Linked DNA regions of Rattus norvegicus: region 2 is linked to region 1. Evidence: chromatin contacts called from public Hi-C data. All regions are on one chromosome and are shown on one strand. The core of a region is the stretch at or near the end of the contact, and the rest is flanking DNA. Distances in the headings are between cores, read along the strand shown.

The links. Hi-C and Micro-C count contacts between places; a contact is called where the count stands out from the background.
Region 2: a Hi-C map of Schwann cells shows a contact between it and region 1, with 6 times the contacts expected there. The contact joins two enhancer-like sites. A contact is called at or near these places in 4 of 12 Hi-C or Micro-C datasets (Schwann cells, frontal cortex, mammary epithelial cells and 1 more).

The regions. Positions count from the first base shown.
Region 1 is chr7:133,058,681-133,062,405 of GRCr8, forward strand. The region is part of intron 1 of Dip2b (disco-interacting protein 2 homolog B); the gene reads left to right. Among named protein-coding and RNA genes, the nearest start is that of Dip2b, 7.1 kb to the left of the region's middle. Within about 2 kb of position 1,936, at least 15 of the 93 cell types and tissues checked have an H3K27ac peak or open chromatin away from gene starts, as enhancers often do. A contact at or near this core is called in Schwann cells, where this site is marked.
Region 2 is chr7:133,451,906-133,455,467 of GRCr8, forward strand. No RefSeq gene overlaps it. Among named protein-coding and RNA genes, the nearest start is that of Letmd1, 9.5 kb to the right of the region's middle. Within about 2 kb of position 2,041, at least 4 of the 93 cell types and tissues checked have an H3K27ac peak or open chromatin away from gene starts, as enhancers often do. A contact at or near this core is called in Schwann cells, where this site is marked.

The DNA.
Region 1 (3,725 bases), core at 686-3,185:
TGCCATGTGGGTGCTGGGAATTGAACCCAGGTTTTCTTAAGAACACCCAGAGTATGGGTAGAGACACTCACCTTTCATCCCAGCAGAGGCAGGCAGAGGCAGGAGGATATCTGAGTTCTGAGTTTAAGGCCAGTCTGGTCTCTAGAATGGGTTTTAGGAAGGCAGGGCTGCACAGAGAAACAGTGCCTCAAAGTAGGGCCAGTGCTTTTTACTTGCTGAGCCATCTCTCCAGCCCCTCGTTTTTATTTATATTATCTTATTTTCTTGTCTTTATTTTGTTTTATTTATTTATTTTATTTTTTTGATTTATTTATTTATTCATATATGTGAGTACACTGTAGCTGTCTTCAGACACACCAGTAGAGGGCATTGGATCCCATTACAGATGGTTGTGAGCCACCATGTGGTTGCTGGGAATTGAACTCAGGACCTCTGGAAGAGCAATCAATGCTCTTAACTGCCTGAGCCATCTCTCTAGTCCTTTATTTTATTTTTTGAGACAGGGTCTCACACATACTCTGGTTAGCCTGGAATTTGCTGTGTACACCAAGCTGGCAGTTAACTCAAAGATCTGCCAGCTCCTGGCTCCTGAGTACTGGGATTAAAGGCGTGCACCACTATGCCTGGCTTACTTTTGTTTAAGTGTGTGTGTGTGTGTGTGTGTGTGTGTGTGTGTGTGTGTGTGTGTGTTGGGTGCTGGGAACGGAGAGTGGTCTTTTACATGGCAGTAAGTGGGAAGCCCTGAGCTGTCTCTTCAGCCTCTCCCTTGTTTGTTCAATATGGTTTTAGGAGGACAATGAGTTTCTGCTTGGTTCAGTATGATTTGAATGGGAAAATCAGGTCTCTATCTTGGTGATTTGATCTTGGCCTGAGATGGGGCTGTATAATTATTTGAGAAACATGTGTTGTTATCTGGTAGGCCTTGGTCCACATCCTGGCCATATCCCTTAGCTAGCCGTGTGACCTTGGATGAACTGCCTAAACCCTGGTTCTATCCATACAAAAAAGACGAAATTTCTTACTAGACTTGATGTAATAGCACGTAGGGAACATTTAGCACATGTTAACTCATTGCTCATGTTTCTGAGCACATGGTAACCCATTTGTTGTTGATTGTTGAGACTCTTTCATGGGTTTAAGGTGTGATGTGCTGTGTGGTGTGGATGCACTTTGTGAGCATGATTTTCTTTTTCTTCCCTCCCTCCCTTCCTTCTCTCTCTCTCTCTCTCTCTCTCTCTCCCTCCCTCCCTCTCCCCCTCCCTCTCTCTCTTTCTTTCTTTCTTTCTTTCTTTCTTTCTTTCTTTCTTTCTTTCTTTCTTTCTTTCTTTCTTTCTTTCTTTCTTAGGACAGGGTCTCAGGATGTAGTTCTGGTTGTCCTAGAACTTAGGATGTAGGCCGGGCTGGCCTCAAACTCAGAGATCTGCTTGCTTCTGCCTCCTGGATGCTGACTTGTTTATATTTTTATGTAATGCCTCTATCCATGAGTGTGTATCATGGAGTCCAGAAGAGGGACTTGGATCCTCCAAAACTGGGAATTGGACACAGTTCCTGTGCAAGAGCTCTGGTGCTCTTAAGCCCTGAGCCTTTTTGCGGTTCCCACCCTTCTTTCCCAGAGACTAAACCACTCCCTCCCTGTTCTAAAGTGCATACCCGGCTGGTGCCCTCAACCCCATCAGCTATCCCTTCTCTGTGGTATTCTGGACCTGCTAGTATCTGTCTCTGGTCCCCCCCCCACCCCCTGCCTTTTTCCTCTTAGCTCCTCATACATCTTGACTCTTCAGCATTTACATTTGTTCCAGTTCTTCCCCTGGAGAAGATGGGAGAAATACACAAACCCTTCCCAGAATTTCGTGTGAGTGGCCTGGCTGTACACAGTAGGTAGGAGAAGCAGACTGCCTCCGACCATTTGCCTTGCTCATGGCTCATGGCTCAGTCGGCTGGGTCTAGCTCAGCAGACTACTGAATGAAACATTGTTTCCAGGCGCAGACTGCAGCACCTCTGGGTTGTTGCACTGCAATTGGTCCATTGTTGTTTTTAATTTTTTAATGCTTTTTGAGAAGAAGAAACTTTGTGGTACCCAGGTTGTTCTCCTACTCCCTTTTGGCGTCTTGCTCCACACTCTTCTGATGCAGGTGACTTCAGTAACACCCTTATTCCTTATTGGCATCTTTCTTAGAGCAATTTCATGCGTGCCCAGGGCTTCAGCTCTCAGCAGCCTTCAGTTGACTCCCAGGTCTTAATCTCTAGCACTGCACCCTCTGCTGTGAGTGCCATTGCTGTCCTTGTAGACACTGATTATTTAGCAAAACCAGCACTCCCTCCTCCCTGGTTCATCCATCTGCCTCCTCTCTCCAAAGAGAGTCATCTCAGGATGCCCACTGTCTGATGGCTACTTTCCATTGTCAATGTGACTGGGCCAAGAAACCTGAGTGTACTAATGAGATGGAACTTTGGGTATATCTTCAAAGGCTTTTCCGGAGAGATGAGCTGAGAAGTAGAAAGATCCCATCTCAGCATGGGCAGCACATCTCACTGCGTCCTGGACTGGCTAAAGGTAAAGGAAAGAGAAAACACACAGACCCAAGTTCACTGTCTCCTTATGTGCTGCCTGGTCTGCTGAGGTGTGAACAGGAGGTCCTCTGCTGACACATACCTTCCTTGATGGGATGGTCTGTTCTCTAAAGCCAGATAATCTTAAGTTGCTTCTCCCTGGTATGTATCTTGTCATAGCCATGAGAGCACTAACACACCCTCAAGATTGTTCCCGACTATAGCAGAACACCACAAATATAGGTATTTAAGAAACACCCGTTGTTCATAGTTCAGAAGTCAGTAAGACATGATCAAGCCAGTGCATCCATTCTGGTGAGGGCTTGTGCTGATCCCCAGAGATGGTGCCTTCTTCCTCATCCTCAAATAGGAGGGAACAGGCCTTTCTGAAGCCTTTCTGTAAGAACTGGCATTACTCCCGTCCATGAGTGCTCCATTCTCATGATCTAATCACCTATTAAAGCCTCCAGCCATGACCACACTGGGAATTACATTCCAGCAGAAGTGGGGGGTGAGCAGGACACCACCTTTCTCCCCACAGCAGCTTACCCAGAGGACCCCTGCGTTCTGTGCTTGTTCTGTCTGTCCTCATCCTTCCTTGGTGCATCCCACTCCTAGTCCTTTCTCTGCCTCAGCCATCCTGCTCTGTTCTCTTGTGATTATTTTGAAACAGAATCAAATATGATCTTTTCTTTCTTAAAACACTTCTATTGGCTTCTCCCACGTGCAGGGTAAACTCTAAGCATCCACATGTACTCAGGCGGTTCTCTTAACCCCACTTCCTGCTCCTTGTTCTCTCCTTGCCAGCCATGCTGGAGGACTCTGCATACATTCTGCTTTTTTGTTTGCAGGCCTTGGTTGACTCTGCTGTCTCCTGATGCCTTTTCTGGCTTCCCTCTGTCTTACTTCTTCACTTAGTGTCCTATGAGCAGTTTCCTCATCCTCAGTCTCTAGATTTCCACACTGGTGTAATCGCTTTAGAATGCTTAGCATGGAGCAGGTCCTGAGCTCCGCCTGCACTTAGAAACCTGCCCGACAGCTAAGCCGCTGCCCTCATGGTGATGGTAGAGCTGAGCTAGCAAGGAGTGCTTGCAAGTGGCATAGGGTGTGATGTGCAGCCCAAGCTACTGGTGTCGCGCAGCACAAGATCTTCCACTTCCTCCGGCAGGAAGGG
Region 2 (3,562 bases), core at 791-3,290, 390 kb after region 1:
CAGCCCCGTGTTTTCTTCCTTTTCTTCTTCTTCCTCCTCCTCCTCGTCCCCATCATCTTCTTCTTCCTCCTATTCTTCCTCTTCCTCCTCTTCCTCTTCCTCCTCCCCCTCCTTTTCTTCTGGAGACGAGATCCCTTGAAGCTATGTCTAGTCTTGAACTTGCTATGTAGCTGAGGCTGTCCTTGAACTCCTGAACCTCCTGCCTCTGCCTCCCTAGTGCCGGATGTACATACTTAGGCTCCACATCCTTATTTATTTATTTATTTATTTATTTATTTATTTATATACATACATTGTAGGTTAGGGAGTGTTCACATGTACAGATATGTATGTGAATTTGTGTGTGAGAGTGCATATGTGTGTGCATAGATCTGTGCATATGTGTATGCACAGATGAGTGTGTGTGCAGAAATGTGTGTGTATGGGTATGTGTGTGAATGTGTGTATGCAGATGTTTGTATATGTGTATATATAGATGTGTATATATGAACATGTGTGTGTGTGTGTGTGTATGTGTGTGTGAATCTGTATGTATGAGTGTGAGTAGGCCAGATGCTGGTGTTCACTCCATGTCTCATTTTATTTTATTTATTTATTTTAAGACAGGGTCTCTCACTGAACACGAAACTCATTCATTGGTTAAGATGGCTGGCCTGGGGGTTGGGGATTTAGCTCAGTGGTAGAGCGCTTGCGTAGCAAGCGCAAGGCCCTGGGTTCGGTCCCCAGCTCCGGAAAAAAAAAGAAAAGAAAAAAAATGTAAAGATGGCTGGCCTGTGAGACCAACATTGATGGTGTCACAGGTTCATATTGCCACCCTGGGGCTTTTACTGAGTGCTGGAGATCTGAACTAGTTCCCCATACTTGCTCAAGAAGCAATTTACCAACCAAATAAACTTGCTAGCCTTCCATTATCTTTAATATTTCTCAGGGCTTTCTTTACCCTATTATTTTGTGTGTGTGGATGTTTTGTATGTCTGTGTGCCGTGTGTATGCAGGGTCCGAGGAGTCTGAAAGAGGGCATTGGATTCCATGGAACCGGAGTTACAGACAACTGTGAGCTGCCACATGGGTGCTGGGAACTGAACCTGGGTCCTCTGGAAGATCAGCCAGTGCTCTTAACCTCTGAGCCAGCTCTCTAACATTATTGGTTATGGGGTGTGTGTGTGTGTGTGTGTGTGTGTGTGTGTGTGTGTGTGTGTGTGTGAATGCATGCGTACCCACATGCGCATGTGTATGCACACATAAGTACACAGACACTCAGAAGAACATGGCAGGAAGATCATGAGTTCAAGGCTATTCCAGGCTATTTATCAAGTTATAGTCCAGCTTGGGCTACTCAGTGGGAACTGTCAAAAAAGGAGAAGAAAAAGAAGGAGGAGGAGGAGAAAAAGGAGGAGGAGGAAAGGGAGGGGGAGGGGGAGGGGGAAGAGTATGGGGGGGAGGAGGGAGGGGGAGGAGGACAAGGGGGAGGGAGAGGGAGGAGGAGGGAGGGGGAGGAGGGGCATGGGGAGGAGGAGGGGGGGAGGAGGGGTATGGGGAGGAGGAGGGAGGGGGAGGAGGAGGGAGGGGGAGGAAGAGGGAGGGGGAGGAGGACAAGGGGGAGGAAGAGGAAGAGGAAGAGGGGGAAGAAGAGGGGAAGGGGGAGGAGGAGGGGGAGGAGGAGGAGAGGCCATGATGGCTCACACCTGTAATTCCAGTACCTGGAGCCTGAGGTAAAAGGATTACCACTTGTTTCGAGCCAACCTGGATTTCACTGTGTGTTCCAGGCTTATGTAGCTACAGAGTGATAAACCTACAAATTCTAACCCAAAATACCAAAATTCTAACAAAACCAACAAAGAATTAACCAAAGGAGAAAACTGTAACCATTCAGGTAGCCCCAGTTCCGTCCCAACATGGAGTCTGCCTCGACACCTCTTAGCCTCGGGTGAGACACTCAAGTAAGGCACTTCTCACCCCTGCCCCCCACACCACCCAGCGGCCTTGGCAACGGTTCTGTCGCTGTTTCTGACACTGACCGTGGTCCAAACAAATTATGTAGTGTCTGGAAGATACTGCTGAGCCTTGCAAAGAAAGCAGCTTTCACTGGCCACAGTAAACCCCTCACTAATGTAACCCTCTCGAGCGCTAACGTAATTGTGGTTTGCCTTTTAAAACGCTGTCTGTACCCATGAGCTTGAGCACAAAGGGACTTTTCAGAGACAGGAGCCTGCTCTTGGTCTGGGCATCAATAAAAACGACTCAAAACTTGTAATTGGCTTAATCAGCATGGTTGCCAGTAACCGTCTCGAGTGGATCATTTCATAAGCAATCCAGAAGAAACAGGTTTTGGCCAGAAAAAAATACCTGGCTGTCTTCATCAGTTTCTGGGTTTTTTTGTTTGTTTGTTTTTGTTTGTTTGTTTTTGTTTGTTTGTTTTTGTTTTTTCTTTTTGACTCCTCCCAGCCCTCCTCTAGCTCAGATGTCACAACCTGTCAGGTGGACAGGAAGAGGCCTCCACAAGGAGGATGACAGAGGCCCAAGTAATTAGGAAGCTGCCAGCAGGTCCCTGTGAGGCAAACCACCAAAAGCTGGGGATGGGTCCAGGCTGCCTTTGCCCAACTGACAGCTGACTGGATTGGTGATGGGGGTGGGGGTTGTTGAGGCCACAGATCTATTTCCTCTGGGCTCGAGTGTTGCCGCTTTCTGTCCCATTCTTTGGTTTGCCCCAACATTCATGATTACCTGTCACCCCGGTTTATTCATCATTTGCTCCCTGGTTTTTCATAAAGATGTTTGGGTGAAGGTGGAGACAGCGAAGACGCTGGCAGAGGGAATAAACAGAGAATAAACTTTCCACGTCAGCGGAAAGTTCCTATTGGCTTCTCGAGCCCGCTGCCTACTGACCTGCTAGACTGTAAGGATGAGAGCTGTTTCTCACCAGTTCTAGCAAACCTCATGACAGCTCGGAACTTTGATCAAGTGGGCAAGCACCTAAGAGATACCAAAGGAGCCAACACCCACCCACATCCCAGCTTTGTAAGGAGAACTCCTGGCCCCTGACAGTACAGGTTATAGCCGCTATGGGTTGCAGGGCACGGTGCATTCAAGCCGGAACTGGGCTGCAGACTTCCCCTGTGTTGTTTTCAAAAGCTAAATCTCAAATGTTCGATTTTTCCAAATGAAGACTCGGGAGCTAGACGCTGTGGTGGAAACCTGATAGTTCAGAGAGAGAGAGAGAGAGAGAGAGAGAGAGAGAGAGAGAGAGAGAGAGCAAGCATTTGGCTGACCTTCCTAGCCACCATCGTCCCAGAAGGAAAAGGCTCCTTCTTCCTTCTGCATGTATTCTTAAACCGTTCAACTCGATGACCCTTCTTTCTGTTTTCTCATACCCACTCCTCGCTCGCGGTTGTTTGCTCCACCTATGGTTGACTTCATTTAGCTCTTGGATTAAGACTGTGTGCTCTGGCTGAACCACACCACAAGTACCTGTTTACAGTAATTGGAAAGCTCTAGGACCAAAGGCTGAGTCACCATTAGAAAAAGATTCTTACAGTTCACAGTCTGGGAGTTCACGATGTGA